Linked DNA regions of Mus musculus: region 1 is linked to region 2. The links are chromatin contacts, called in public promoter capture Hi-C maps. All regions are on one chromosome and are shown on one strand. The core of a region is the stretch at or near the end of the contact, and the rest is flanking DNA. Distances in the headings are between cores, read along the strand shown. Region 1 holds the start of Pcnx (pecanex homolog). Region 2 holds the start of Susd6 (sushi domain containing 6).

What was found. Promoter capture Hi-C pulls out the DNA fragments that hold promoters and counts their contacts.
Region 1: a contact with region 2 is called in a promoter capture Hi-C map of neutrophils, with 4 times the contacts expected there. The contact joins the promoter of Pcnx here to the promoter of Susd6 in region 2. A contact is called at or near these places in 5 of 39 promoter capture datasets (embryonic stem cells, hippocampal neurons, liver and 2 more) and 1 of 484 Hi-C or Micro-C datasets (embryonic stem cells).

What each region holds. Positions count from the first base shown.
Region 1 is chr12:81,857,234-81,863,913 of GRCm38.p6, reverse strand. It overlaps Pcnx (pecanex homolog), which reads right to left and starts at 3,884. Exons shown (of 36, transcript NM_018814.3): 1 at 3,390-3,884. The coding sequence starts at 3,542.
Region 2 is chr12:80,785,325-80,792,603 of GRCm38.p6, reverse strand. Susd6 (sushi domain containing 6) reads right to left here and starts at 2,072. Exons shown (of 6, transcript NM_178682.4): 1 at 1,789-2,072.

The DNA.
Region 1 (6,680 bases), core at 2,635-5,134, 1.1 Mb before region 2:
AATGAATTTCATCATCTAGACATGTAACTCTTCATAGACAAAGACTGTATATGAAGCAATGTGTTAGAATAATGGTTGCCTTCAATAAATTCAGCACTGTCTAATCTCTTCTAGGCATGCAGCATTGTAGAGAAAAATTCTAATTAGACAGTCTTTGGAACGCCATTCACTGAAGGCTACTCTGAAAGTGAATAGCCTATTTTATAATTATTTCCTTGCAAAATACTCATGAAATACGTTATACATGAGCAAACCAAGGTTCAGGAAGGTGATCTTGCAAATCAACAGCAAAGCCAATATTCAAAAATCAAGGTAATAGGCACACCAGTGAACTTTTCATCCAAAAAACCAGAAAAGAAAAAGCTACCCTATCCCAAAGTTCTCACCCATGCTAAGTCATGTACATTAACAATTAGAATGATATAAATGGAGTTAACAAGGAAAACAAGATAATCAGTGAAGAGGGAAGCTTTTCTTCTTGGTTTTCCCTATCTAGAACAATAATAGCAGAATCTATATCTTACCCCTCTGAATGACCTATAAAAGCTGGGAGACAGAGAGTGTGTGTGTGTGTGGGAGTGGGAGTGTGTGTGAGTATATCCATGCCTAAGGGGATCCTGAATGGTGATTTTGGCTTCAAAAAGTCATATATAAAACCCAGTTCATGTATCTGCCTAAGGTAATAAAACAAGTCACAACGGGGACACTTAGCTGGGCTAAGAACCTATACACAAACTCAGTAAAGTCACCGTCACCTGCAGCTACTATTGGAAGAACACATGAATACTAACCATGGGTGAGATTTTAATACAGAAGGTGAGCTTCTGCTTTGATCTGGATATATATGTCACACTATTGACCTCACTACTATAGCACTAGCTTGTTTCCTAAACTGCTACACTCCTCTGTGCTAAGTTCCAGACCACGACCTCTGATCATTCATCGTCCCTACAGTTCTAAGCTTGCTGCTGCTTATCCCAGCCTAGACTCCTAAGTTCCCTGACAGAAAAAAGTGAATCGGATCCATTGCCAGTCATATGTCTAACGTCTCATTACTGTGTGTCAGTCTGGCACTGCTCTACATCCTTAAGAGTACAGCAATGAACAGAGAGAAACCCCTGCCTGGTCAGAGCTTCAAGTCTATTATTAGCTTTCCTCGGTGCAACAGGGTGACAGAACCAGCAAGTGAGTGTGTGCCTCAGCCAGCAGAAACCGCTGTTCAGAAAGCGGGCAGAAGAGGTCAGAGGCTGCTATGTTACTTATCAGGGAAAGTCTCACACGCCAGAAACCCGAAATAACCTAACCAAAGGCAGGCCACACAATCATCTGGAAGGGAGAGGCCCCTGACAGAGTAGGAAGGGCAAGCACACCCAGCCCAGGGCACAGTGACGACATGTCAGCTGCTGGGTAGACTGCAAGCAGTCGAACTGAGTATAGAAAGGGGCAGAGCAAGGGCAGAGGGGAAGCTGGTCTACGCACAAGGGTCACAGGACCTCAAAGAATCCTGATCTGTGTGTAGGGAAGCAAGAGCAGAAACAGCAAGCCTTGATACAAATGCCATCACACACCCCCTGCCAGCCCGCACCCCCACCCCAGACAAGTACCCAGCAGGGCAGAGCTGCTTGAACCAGGCCTGACTGGGGGATGATGGACTCCTGTCAGATTTTAAAGACAGAACTCACTAGCTTTGTGCGTGGACTGGGAGTGAGGAGAAAGAGAAGCCTATGAGAGCTTTTAAAGCTTCAGGAAGAGTGGAGCTGCCATTCGTTGAAGTGAAGCACTTTTATTTTCCCAGAACCTGGCAAAGTACCTAGTGCACAGCGGACACTCAAATACCTGAGAATCGAGCTTAACTGAATAAACTCCCGGGTAATTCAATATATGGCTTTCCGCTTCCTCTGAAGTCCTCAGTGGTGTTAATTCCACAAAGAGGCTTAGACCCAAACCTTACACAGCACAGCAACAAATCCTGACCTCCCAACGATCATTTTGCCTTTAATGTACAACCTGTCTGGACACCCGGGAGGGCAGCTCTGAAAGCGAGTGAGCTTGAAGGGCCGCCTCACCACCACAGCCACAGAGCTGCTCATTAAGGACATCGCACTCCTGGAAGGGATGCTGATGCAGAGTGAACCCGATCGGCCACAATGAACAGAAATTATAACATTTAATGATAAATTTTCAGAATCTGACAAGACCAAGTCCTGTAATAAACAGCTCCTTTAAGCTGGGGTAAGTCCCTTCGAACACATTCCTATTAGAAATCAGAATCTGCTTGACAATGTGACATTTAGCGCGAGCACACACACACACACACACACACACACACTCGCCATCCCCCAAGGCATGTTCCTGCCTTAGTGATACTGAGAAAAGAGGCAAATAGGCTGCCCTAACTCGCGGTACTTCTCATACTCTCCATTCGGGGACTTAGTAACCCAGCACCTTTGTTCTAGCCCTCTGAAGAACCATGAAGTTAGCAGAAATTCCCTGAAAATAAAAGTTAATATCCTTCCTTCCAATCACTTTAAAATTTGAAAGCTTTGTTTTCTCAAATGTGCCACCTAAAATTGTGCTTTTATTTTATTTTTTATTTTTAAGAAATGTGCAAACATCTTTCAGGAAAACATCCTCTAAAAACACTCCTGAGGCCTGGACTGCACAGTGACTCTCAGGCCAGCCTTGGCTATAGAAGGAAACCGTCTGGGAACACCAAAAACACTTCAGAGAAACTGGACCGAGAGCACCAAGCAACAGGCGGCGGCACTCTCCTTTTCCCAGCCAGTCAAAGGCCTTGAACCAACGCAAACAAACGCCAGCCAGGCTCTCGTATCTCCCCGCTCCCTGCCGGCAGCGCTAGCCTGACAACACCGCGGTCCCTCGCCGCGGGGCTGAACCGAATGGAACCCGCACTCAACCGATCAGCGGTTTGCGGAGGCGCGAGCCCGCTGGGGGTTTCCCCCAGCACGGGAAGCGAGTACGAGCCGGGACACCCTGCGACTCCGTTTCTGCCGGAGCGCGCACGGCCTCCCCCGGGCTCCGCACACAGCCGGGGGCCGAGGTGCGGGCGGGGATGCCCCCGGGGAGCGGGAGGTAGATAGTCCGAGGCCCGGGGAACGACCGGGGACCCCCGATGGAAGGCCTCGGGGCGCCAGTTACGCAGACCCGCACGAGAGGCGCTAGGAAAGCGGGACCCGGCCGGGGACCGGCGGGAAGGGAGGTGCTGAAAACACGGGAAACCCGGGGCCCGGAGCGGAGCCAGCGGGGGAGGGGAGCGTCCGCCCGCCGCCGGGACCGCGGGACGCGGGGAGGACAGGGGCGCGACCCCCGGGCCCCCGAGGATCACAGCCGAGCGTCCGCTGCGGGTCCCCGTCCCCGCCCCCACTCACCATGTAAAGCGTGAAGGGCAGGCCGAGCAGAAAGAGCCACAGGTAGAGGTGGAGCGCGTTCACGAAGGTGGCCTGGTGCGGGTCGTAGTACCAGCCGCCGCTGAGCGCGGCCCACACCCCCTGCCGGAGGATCTGCAGCGTCTGCGACCCCATCCCCACCCGGCGTCGCCGCCGCCGCCGCCGCCGTCCCCGCCCCGGCCCCAGCTTCGGCCTCGTCGCCTGCGCGCCCGCGGACCGGTCTAGCCCCCTCCCGAGCTCCGGGAGAGCGGCCCGGCGCCGCGGCGCTCGCTGGTGCTGCTGCACGAGGAGGAGGAGGAGGAGACGGCGGAGGAGGAGGCGGCGAGCGGCAGGGCGGAGAGCGGCGAGGAGGAGGAGGAGGCCGGGCTCCTGAGCGCCGCCGCCATCTTGTCTTCGAGCTCCGAGCCCGAGCCCAGTCCGCCAGCGCTGCCGCCGCCGCCGCCGCCTCCGCCGCCGCGACCCCCGCCGGCCGCCAGCCTCGGCCCGGCGGAGCAGGCGAGCGGGCGCCCGGCAGGACGCGGAGGAAGCCGCGCCCCCTCCGGCTCCTCCTCCTGCTCCCTCCACCCGCGGAGCGGTCCCCACGGGTACGCGCAGCGCCTGGGTCGCACGGGCGCCTCCTGTTGGGAGAAGCCTGCAGAAGCAGCATCTGGCCGGGGTGGGGATGGGGGTGGGGTCGGGTGGGGTGGGGTGGGGTCGGGTGGGGTGGGGTGGGGTGGGATCCGGTCGGGTCCGAGTTTGCAACCCGGATGGCACTGCACCGGGCATGACCGACCACTGCAAGCTCTTTAAAGTCGAGCGGACTTCCAGACTTCCAGAATTCGTAGACCTTGCAGGGGCTGCCGTTTGTGGCAATTGCCCAAGACAAAACAAGTAAAAAACATTTGGGGGTAAACTGTCTGAGTTTGACACTGCAGGACTGGAAGAATTAAAGCAGAGTTGAAAAGAACTGTGTTACCCTTTTTTGGACCCGAAGCAGCTTGAGTGAGAAAAAGGGCGACGACGTCAAGAACTAGAAGCTTTACTGCTTCCAAATAGGTGTAAATTAATACAAGCTGCAAGAGATACAAAAGTATGACATGACCAAGTTATGCTTGCACCACAACTTTTCTTTTTCATGTGGTGCAACTAGTAACCATTTTTATCAATGGGCCAATCTCAGCAGAGTTGAAAGATTCCTGACTCCACCCAAACTTTGAATGGGGTCTTGTACTTCTCTTTTTATAGCTGTGAAAACTGGGAATCATTCTTGGCCCAGTCTAATGTTTCTGAAGTATGTCTGATCTCACTGGATGGCTTTTTTTTTTTAAGGGTTTGAAGGTTGAGTTTATTGTAGCAATAAACGTACTCTGTTTTCCCAGATTAAAGTTGCTATAATTAATGAGGAAAGCAAGTGAGACAGAGCAGTTGGTGACATTTTAAGAAGTGGTTAAAACCCATCGCAGTGCCTCTGGGTATCATGCCACTGTATAGCTGGTTATGCTCACACCTGCTCCACTTAACCTTCACAACGCTCCTTTAACACAGCCAGGGCTATCCTTATTTTTACCAGTGAGGGCTCTGCCACTCAGAGTGATTGCCCAGGTTCTCATAAGTAATAAGCTGTGGAGTGCTCAGAAGTCAGCGTTCATCCTAGCAGCATGGACTGAGCCTTTCATATCCACTCAGGTAGGAGTTAGAACTCAGGCAGGACCTTCAGGCTTAAGGATATAGTCAGCTGTTCTCAAAGGTGATGGGGGCATCACCTCAGAATGACTTAGAAAAGGAAATTCTCACATTATCTCTCTAGGGAAACTGGGTGAGAGACTAGGGAAAAACCAAAAAGTTTTAAGAAGCCTTCCAGAGATTGTAAGAACCTTTCAGGTAGGAAGAACACCACTTTCCGTTGTATAATCACAAAGTGATCTAAGTTCAAAGCACTTTAAAGGGTGTAAATAAATTCACATCAACATATATTTTAAATGTATGACTAAAAACAAAATCAAGATTAAGTAATACAATATTATAATTAAAATAGTGACCTAATGGCTTGATTCACAGGCACAAGATGGTTGAGTTTTCTTTTGTGTCTCCTGAAGGAGACAGGAAAGCTCTCTTGAGAAACTGGAAGCGATCCCAAGCTTTCCAAAACAAAGGAAGATGTAAACCAGGATAAAATTCCAATAGCACATTAGTTTCCATGCCAACAAATATCCACTGTGGTTTAATATGAAAGGATGGACTGTCACAGCGAGGCCGACTGGGAGAAATGGGGTCTAGCACTGGACTCATCCGTGGGGTGGGAGGCAGACCCAGCTGGACCAGAAAAGAGTACGTAGTGGATATAGAACCAAACCCGCAGCAAGCCAGGAAGGCAGCCGGCAGCAGGGATCTCCAACATGTGAGGAGCCGACACAGCTGCAAGGCAGCCTGGAAGCTCAAGGAAATGTTATGGCAAGAATGAGAAAAATATGTTGCTTATTGCAAGGCCCCAACCTTGCTGCTAAGGTTTTCCAGGTCTAAATTCATGGCCTTAAGTTTAGGTGCTGGGCAAATTCTGGTGACCCAAGAGAACAAGGCCAGATTTGATGGCTACTTTAACAGGGAAAGTAGCTTACTGCCTAGAACTGGGACAAATTCTCACACTGTGTGGATACAGTATGTTGAGGCCCCTGGGTGTTAATGTAAAACCCTAATTCCCTTCCAACATTCCTGGGCTTAATCCCAGAACCTAAAGAAGGGAGCTATACAGCAATAGTCTCTACGTGAAAAGGGGCAGCCGGACAGCAGGGCCAGAAAGTTAAAAGAGGGCAGATAGAAACTGCCTCTTTCACCCTGAACTGGTAGAAGCTTTTTAGAAGAATGCAGATTAACTGGCAGTTGAAAGAAGGCCTAGAAAAGACTGACCTTCCCAGATGACTGACTCAGTCCCTGGAGGAAGGGGCAGATCTTACAGGCTTTTCATCTCGCAGCTTTCAAAATGTTTGCAGGTGCTCCCACATGCTTCCTGTGCTGTCCACAGGGGCACAGAGAGGTTAAATGGTTTGCCCAGGTCACACCCTGTGTCATACTCATAAAACGTGAGTGCCAGACAAAAAAAATGAAGACATCTAATTTGCTAAATGTTAACACTCCCAGCCAGGCCCAAAAGTCATCAATAATGTTATACTTAACATGTCAGAGTTAGCAGCCGTGACACGCTGCCAAACCACCACCTGACATGGGCTCATCTTTCAGCTAATCCCATTAAAATGATGTTTCCTGACTGGCTCACAGACCCCTTGAGGACTGGGAGCA
Region 2 (7,279 bases), core at 823-3,322:
CAGCCTGGTCTACAAAGTGAGTTCCAGGACAGCCAGGGCTATACAGAGAAACCCTGTTTCGAAAAAACAAAAAACAAACAAAAAGCAGCAAACAGTAATGAAAACTAACACCATAAATCAAAATAAACTAAATTAAAAGTTGAGCACCATGAAAATCTGTCTGGTTTCAGTTTTAATCATCCCAGTATCTATAAAACCAGGTAACGACTGGCATATGCTGTGTATGATATGAAATTTAAAAAAAAAAGTGAACTAGTATTGTGCAACCTACCATTACTGGGCTTCCAGGAGCAAGTTAGGGATGCTTATCATCAGAGAAAGAGCCTCAAACAGTGGTGTTTTGAGAAGAATCTAGACACTCCAGAACTTACATTTGTGGCTTACATTATTTAACATGTGTAACTTTCATCTCAACTGAAAAAATAAGGATAATATCGGCCCTACCTCAAATATTATTACATGAGATCAAAAGTGAAACTTGGGCCAGTGTGATAGCTCAGAGTGGAGAAGCACCAGACGTGATCACCAGAGTTCAATTGCTGGGAGGTAGAAAACTGGCTCCTGCAGTTTGTTCTTTGACCTCCACACCAGCACAAGTTCACACACTCAAACTCACACACGCTAAATGAATTTAGCTTGGGACACAATAAACCCTCAACAAGTTTTCCACAGTATCACCACCTTATGAAGTGATTCCTTTATTGAAATACAGGAATCCACTCCCACCCCCAACTCAAGACAGTTCTCATTTCTACTTGAATGTGCATCTAATGAAAAATGCAAAGCTCAGAAAACTAAGAAGTCAAAGCCAAGGGCATGTCTCTACTAGTCTCCACTAGATGGTGACAGCCTGGGTGTAGAATTCCCAGAGCACAAAAGTGTGTGTGTGTGTGTGTGTGTGTGTGTGTGTGTGTGTGTATGTGTGATTTTATTATTATTATTATTAACCAAAGGGATTCTAACACCAAAAACCGATTGACCAGTGAAAAGTGGAAAGTCACTGCGGATCTTGCAGATCTAGAAAGGACTAAATACCCATGGCTTAACTGAAAAGGATAATGTCCCCGCACCTCTCTTCGAACCCCAACCAACAAGAGCAACAAAGGGCAGCACACTACCTTGTCACCAAAGAAGTGTGTGGCAACAACATTGGGCCTCTGCTGAACTAATGTAAAGTTCCCAATGAACTTAATGCCTCTTTGGGATCCCCGGCCTTGCTGCCCTCCCAATTCCGTTACAGGTAAGTTTTTCCACCATGGTGGCTGTCCCGGGAGGGACCATCAGTCTCACAAGTAAGAAAGTCTATATGTAGTTACAGTAAAACCGAAACAAAACAGGAAATGGGTTCGGCAAGTTTCAGCCCACATAATAAGAAAAGTTTTTGCGACTGAAGAGGCGACCAGGCGCTGGGGCTCCAGAACGCTCCCGCGCACAGGCGAGCGGCTGCAAGGTTTCCTCAGGAAACCCACCTCGGCCAAGCCGGTCCCGCCGTGCGGAACCGCGGCTTCGCTGGACTGGAGGGCCTCCGCCTTGCAGCGCGCTCCACCGAGCCCGATCTGCTCTCCGCTCTCGGGCACCGGCACAACCACGCCGCCGCCCTCGGAGCGGCCCGACCCGGCTACTCCCGCGCGGCTCGCAGTGCTGACACCGGCCGGCGCGGTAGCAGGCGGCCGCGCAGAAGGCCCGCGTCCCTGAGGAAGTGCTTGCCCGCCAGTGCCCTGACAACCGGCCCCGCGCGCCGCTGACACAAAGCCGGCCCCTCCAGCCCGGGCGGCGGTGACAACTCACCCGGGAGCGGCGCCGAGACCTCCGGGAAAGGGGGCGCTAGCAGCTCCCGCGTCGCCGAACCCGCTCCGCCGCTGAGCGCGCCCGCCTGCCTGCACTCCCTGTCGGGTCCCCCGCGACGCCTCGCGTGCCCTGGTCTGGCTCACGCGGCCGGGCGCTGACGAAGGAGGAGGACGAGGACGAGGACGCGAGCGGTGGCCGGCTCCTGAGGATGGAACGCGGCGGCGGTGGCGACGGCTGCGCCAGCGTCACTGGCCCAGCTGTACGACGCGGGCGGGGGAGGCCCCGCAGAGGGGGCAGGGCAGGGACGAGGCCTGGGCGGGGTCAGGCACGCACGCAACAAGCGCAGGCGTCGCGCCGCTGCGACCGCCCCGAGGAGTCACGCGCACGCGCCTCTGACCTTGTCTGACACGCCCCTGGCGGCGGGGGGAGGGAACCTTAAAGAGACAGTCACTCGAACTGCTCTGGCTGTAATACTCTAGTTAAGCCACCTTCCTAGAGGGCCCTCCGGTTCTTTTACTGTTATTGTTTGGTTATTATTTGGATGTTTTAATTACTGTCATTTGCAAGGAAGTATACTGTTGTTTAAGAGCCTCTTCTACACACGTCGCCCATTTAGGTCTTGAATCGCTTGCCTGACCTATCTTCAAAGCAGGTTATTATCTCCCTATTAAGCTGTACTCTAGGTTAGGGTGTGTAACTTAACTATCTCAAAAGTGTCCCGAGGGGGTTAGGTGGGGGTGGAAATGTAGATCAGGCCATTCTGATTCTATAACGCTGGGGTGGGCTTCAGGAATCTTTTTAATGGGTGTCCCTGAGTGCTATTTCTGCGCACTCAAAAACACCTGGCAGATCTTAAATGGAGGAAACTGACATTCCAGCGAGGCCTGGGGAACCTAGAGCTGCAGGCTTGGCCCCTAGCTTTTTGCTCTGCTTCTGAGCCTCCTTGAATTGCTTTCAAGCGCGTCTTAGGTGAGCAAATTGAGCACTGGTCAGCTGCATCCATTTAACAGTGACTCTCACTACAGAGGGGTGGCCATATGACAGTAGGAACTATCTCTTTGTGCCTAGGTACTTGGTACTAGGTACTTGGCCTGTCTTAGAGGTGCTCAATAAATGTTGAAGCACTCCTTGAAAATCAGTGACTCATAAATTAAGAAGGCCTGTTAGCCTTTTCTTTTTTTTTTCTTTCTTTCTTTTTATTTCTATTTATTTATTTATTTATTTATTTATTTATTTATTTCGAGACAGGGTTTCTCTGTGTAGCCTTGGTTGTCCTGGAACTCACTCTGTAGACCAGGCTGACCTCGAACTCAGAGATCCGACTGCCTCTGCCTCCCAAGTGCTGGGATTAAAGGTGTGCCCCACCATGCCCAGCCTTTTCTTTTATCTGTGCAAGTGCCCTACCTAGGATCTACTGGAGTTTTTTGTTTCTTCTTCTTCTTCTTTTTCTTCTTCTTCTTCTTCTTCTTCTTCTTCTTCTTCTTCTTCTTCGTTCTCCTCCTCCTCCTCTTCTTCTTCTTCCTCTTCCTCTTCTTTCTTCTTCTTCTTCTCAGTTCTCCTCCTCCTCCTCTTCTTCTTCCTCTTCCTCCTCTTCTTTCTTCTTCTTCTTCTTCTTCTTCTTCTTCTTCTTCTCAGTTCTCCTCCTCCTCCTCCTCTTCTTCTTCTTCCTCTTCCTCCTCTTCTTTCTTCTTCTTCTTCTTCTTCTTCTTCTTCTCAGTTCTCCTCCTCCTCCTCCTCTTCTTCTTCTTCCTCTTCCTCCTCTTCTTTCTTCTTCTTCTTCTTTTTCTTCTTCTTCTTCTTCTTCTTCTTCTTCTTCTTCTCAGTTCTCCTCTTCCTCCTCCTCCTCCTCTTCTTCCTCTTCCTCCTCTTCTTTCTTCTTCTTCTTCTTCTTCTTCTTCTTCTTCTTCTTCTTCTTCTTCTTCTTCTTCTCAGTTCCCCTCTTCCTCCTCCTCCTCCTCCTCCTCCTCTTCTTCTTTTTCTTCTTCTTCTTCTTCTTCCTTTTCTGCCAGATACCCTTTGAACAAAGTTACACCTCAGGGCCTTTCACCTAGAAAGCTTCCAATAAAGGTGCTGTGAATTACTGCCACAACAACACACCCATCCCTTAGAGCAGTGGTTCTCTCAGCCTTAATGCTGTGATCCCCTTAATACAGTTCCTCATGTTATGACAAAACTCCCAACCATAAAACTATTTTTTGTTGCTACTTCATAACTATAATTGTGGTAGTATTATGAATCGTAATGTAAACATCTGTATTTTTTGATGTCTTAGGTGCCCCCTGTGAAAGAAAGGGTCCGGTTCAACCCCTTTCAGGGTCCCAAATCACAGGCAGAGGACCACTTTAGAAAGCTCCCCCCTCTCCCTGTGGGCCTAGGAGAAACCCCTGATGTATTCCCTTCTTTTTCCTTTCTTCCTCTGAAAAATAGACACCTGGCATCCTGCCTACTTACCCAGTCTGAGGGAGCTGCACCTGCCCAGACCATTAAGGGGGTTGAAAAACATCAGCCTGGCAGGATCTGGACAGCCTGTAATTCCGGCATTAGGGAAAGAGGTTGAGGCAGGAGGATTCCAAATACAAGGCTAGCTTCAGCTACAAAGCAAGATCCTGTCTCAGCAAAAGAAAAGATGAGAAATACTGCAGGACCGTAGCATAGCTTACTAAAACTTGTGGTCCTGGCAGGAAGACCCAAGAGACAAGAGAAAAGAAACAGGGAAAGGGTAAAGAAGAGCCCGAGCCCCACCAAACAGAAGGATGGGTGAAAAAAAAGAAAGCAAAGGAAGAAAGTGGGTATACAGACAGATCATGTCTTCTGAAAGGACAGCTGAGTCTCCAGCCGTGCGTGGCAGTTTGGCCACTAACAGGGAACTTCATGGAACACTTGCCGCATCTCACGATGTCAACCCATATCATTACTCACCACCTACCAGAGTTCAGCAACTGGGAACAAAGTCCTCCAGCCCGGACTGTGTCCGGGGCTCTCCAGCAGTCTGGCAGGAATCCAATCACATCACCCCGCTGAAAAACCGACACCTAAGCCTCCCCACCCTGCTGGCACATCTCTAACAAGCTACCACCTGCCACACCTCTGAGACCTCACCATCTGCTCCCCTACCTGGAGTGTCCTTTCCCATCCACCCTTCCTCACTGGCTGTGCCTCTCGCGTCCCTCTGGAAGGCTCTGCTTTATCTTTACGTCCTCACTTTTTTCCCTTTGCTTTTATATTGCCAGGATGGGGATCAGGTCTAGCCCTCTTCTCTCTGGCCAGTACGGGCTCTCCAACCTTTTCCTTCCCTCTTACCCCTCCTAGCATACTTCCAATACTCCCTATAGATCTTATATCCTGCCTTGCTCTGCTCTCCTGCCAAATGAGGATGGTTCTCCCTGGCTTAGAGTAAGTGCTTGTTGTGGTTTGGTTTGGGTTTGGGTTTTTGTGGATATCCCAAGATGGAGGTTAAGAATGATCTTATGTCCCCACCCGCTCACACAAGCAACCCCGGTTAAATGAAATAGGACCCCCAAGATAGTCATGAAAGTAGGAGAGAGACTTGATGATAAGAAGAAAGGGTTTGGTGGCTGGGGATAAGAGGATGATGGAGCTGGGAAACATGATCAAAGTATAATATATATATATATATATATATGTATGTATATATATACATACATATATATATATAATTGCAAAGGAATAATTAAGAATAATTTGGGTTTACAAGAGTCGTAAATGCATGAGAAACATTTATTTTAAAAAGAGCCTTTTTATTTTTTTATAGCTCTAGGAAATCAAACCTAGGCTTTTCGGGGGGGGGGGGTTGTTGTTGTTGTTGTTTTCTTTCTCCCCCTAAGATAGAGTTTCTCTGTGTAGCCTGGCTGTCCTGGAACTCACTCTGTAGACCAGGGTGGCCTTGAACACACACACACACATATCTGTCTGACCTGTCTGTCTCCACCCCTCCCCCCAGAGTCTGCTCCACTACTGCCTGACTCCAAACCCAGGTCTTTCTGCATGCTGGCAAGCAATTCACCTCTGAGCCATATCCTTGGTCTCCTGCATTGGTTTTGGTTTTGGTTTGAAGCAGAGTCTATGTAGTCCAGGCTAGCCTTGAACTGAAAATCTTCACAACTACTTCCTGAGAGATAGGACTAATATGTTATCCTATCCTGTCAGTTTTACAGATCGTCCAGGAAAGGTACTGGCTATCAAGCCTGATGACCTGAGTTTGGTCTTCTGGACACATATGGAGGAAGAAGAAAACACTTTCTCAAAATTTTCTCTGACTTCCACCTGTGTATGGTGGTAGAGATACACACACACACACACACACACACACACACACACTAAATAAACAGATATATAAATATCCATTTTAAAATCTTAAAATATATTTTAATGTAGCAACTTTATTTTGCTAGACAACTCATCAGCCCATTCACAACTTAAATGTCCATTTAACATATACAATTAGATCTTCTTAAAATATATTTACAGTATAGTATAACCACTACCAACAGTCAATTTTAGAGCATTTTTTTGGACCCCCCAAAAGACACTTCGGTAAGGATGGAAGCCAGGGCTCATAAGCATGCTAAGACATGCTGACTACCTCTGAGCTACACCCGTGGTCTCCAAAGCAAATTGTAATCCTCCACTATCTAGGCAACCTATTATCTCTGCCAGAGAGGCTGGGCTAACCCCAGAGAGAGGTGGAAAAGTCAACCATTGCTGTTGTCAGTGGTGAAGGGGATTCCTGTCAGGTGGTACTCCCAGCCCTGTAGTTAGGGCACTCTTGAGCAAAGCAGGTGAATTGTTCAGTTCCTCAGAAAAAAGCCCAGAGGCCAGGTATTTCTTTCTTTCCTGAGAACCCAGCCATGAGTGTGTGGGCCTTAACACCTTGCAGGCAGCCACAGCGAAGCTTAGCTCTTTGGGAGAGGGGGAAGTGGGGCTCAGAATAAGTGTGTAGCATCATTGTTGCTATGGTTCTGACATCTAACAGCTGTAATGATAGCCACTATTTATAGGGCACCTACTATGTGCCAGGTACTTACTTGGTAGGAAGTTTATCCCTGTGACTTCTAATTCCGGTAACAATCTTCCAAGTCAATGTCATCAACATCACGGAGAGGTTTCAACCTAACAAAAACCACGTAGCAGGTATGTAGGTATGTTGCAAAACCAGAATTTGTTCTTGTTTCTCTGTTCCAAAGGTTGTTCTTTAAAAAAAAAAAAAAAAAAAAAAAAAAGCATGTAGCCTCTGGTACCCCTAGCAAAGGATGGTCCTTGTGTATCTGCTCATCTCCCTCAAAAGGCTTCTTTACACAGCAGCTCTCTATATCCATGCAGCATTCCCATAAAATGAAGAGTCATGACCTAGGAAGCTAAGGAAAGGGGCAGATAACTGGCTCATTTCATTCGCACAGGCCTTAGGTTCTGTTTCATGTTTCATCTCAAAATGCCTAGGGTAGCCTTCACAGTCCAAGAAAAGAAACCTACT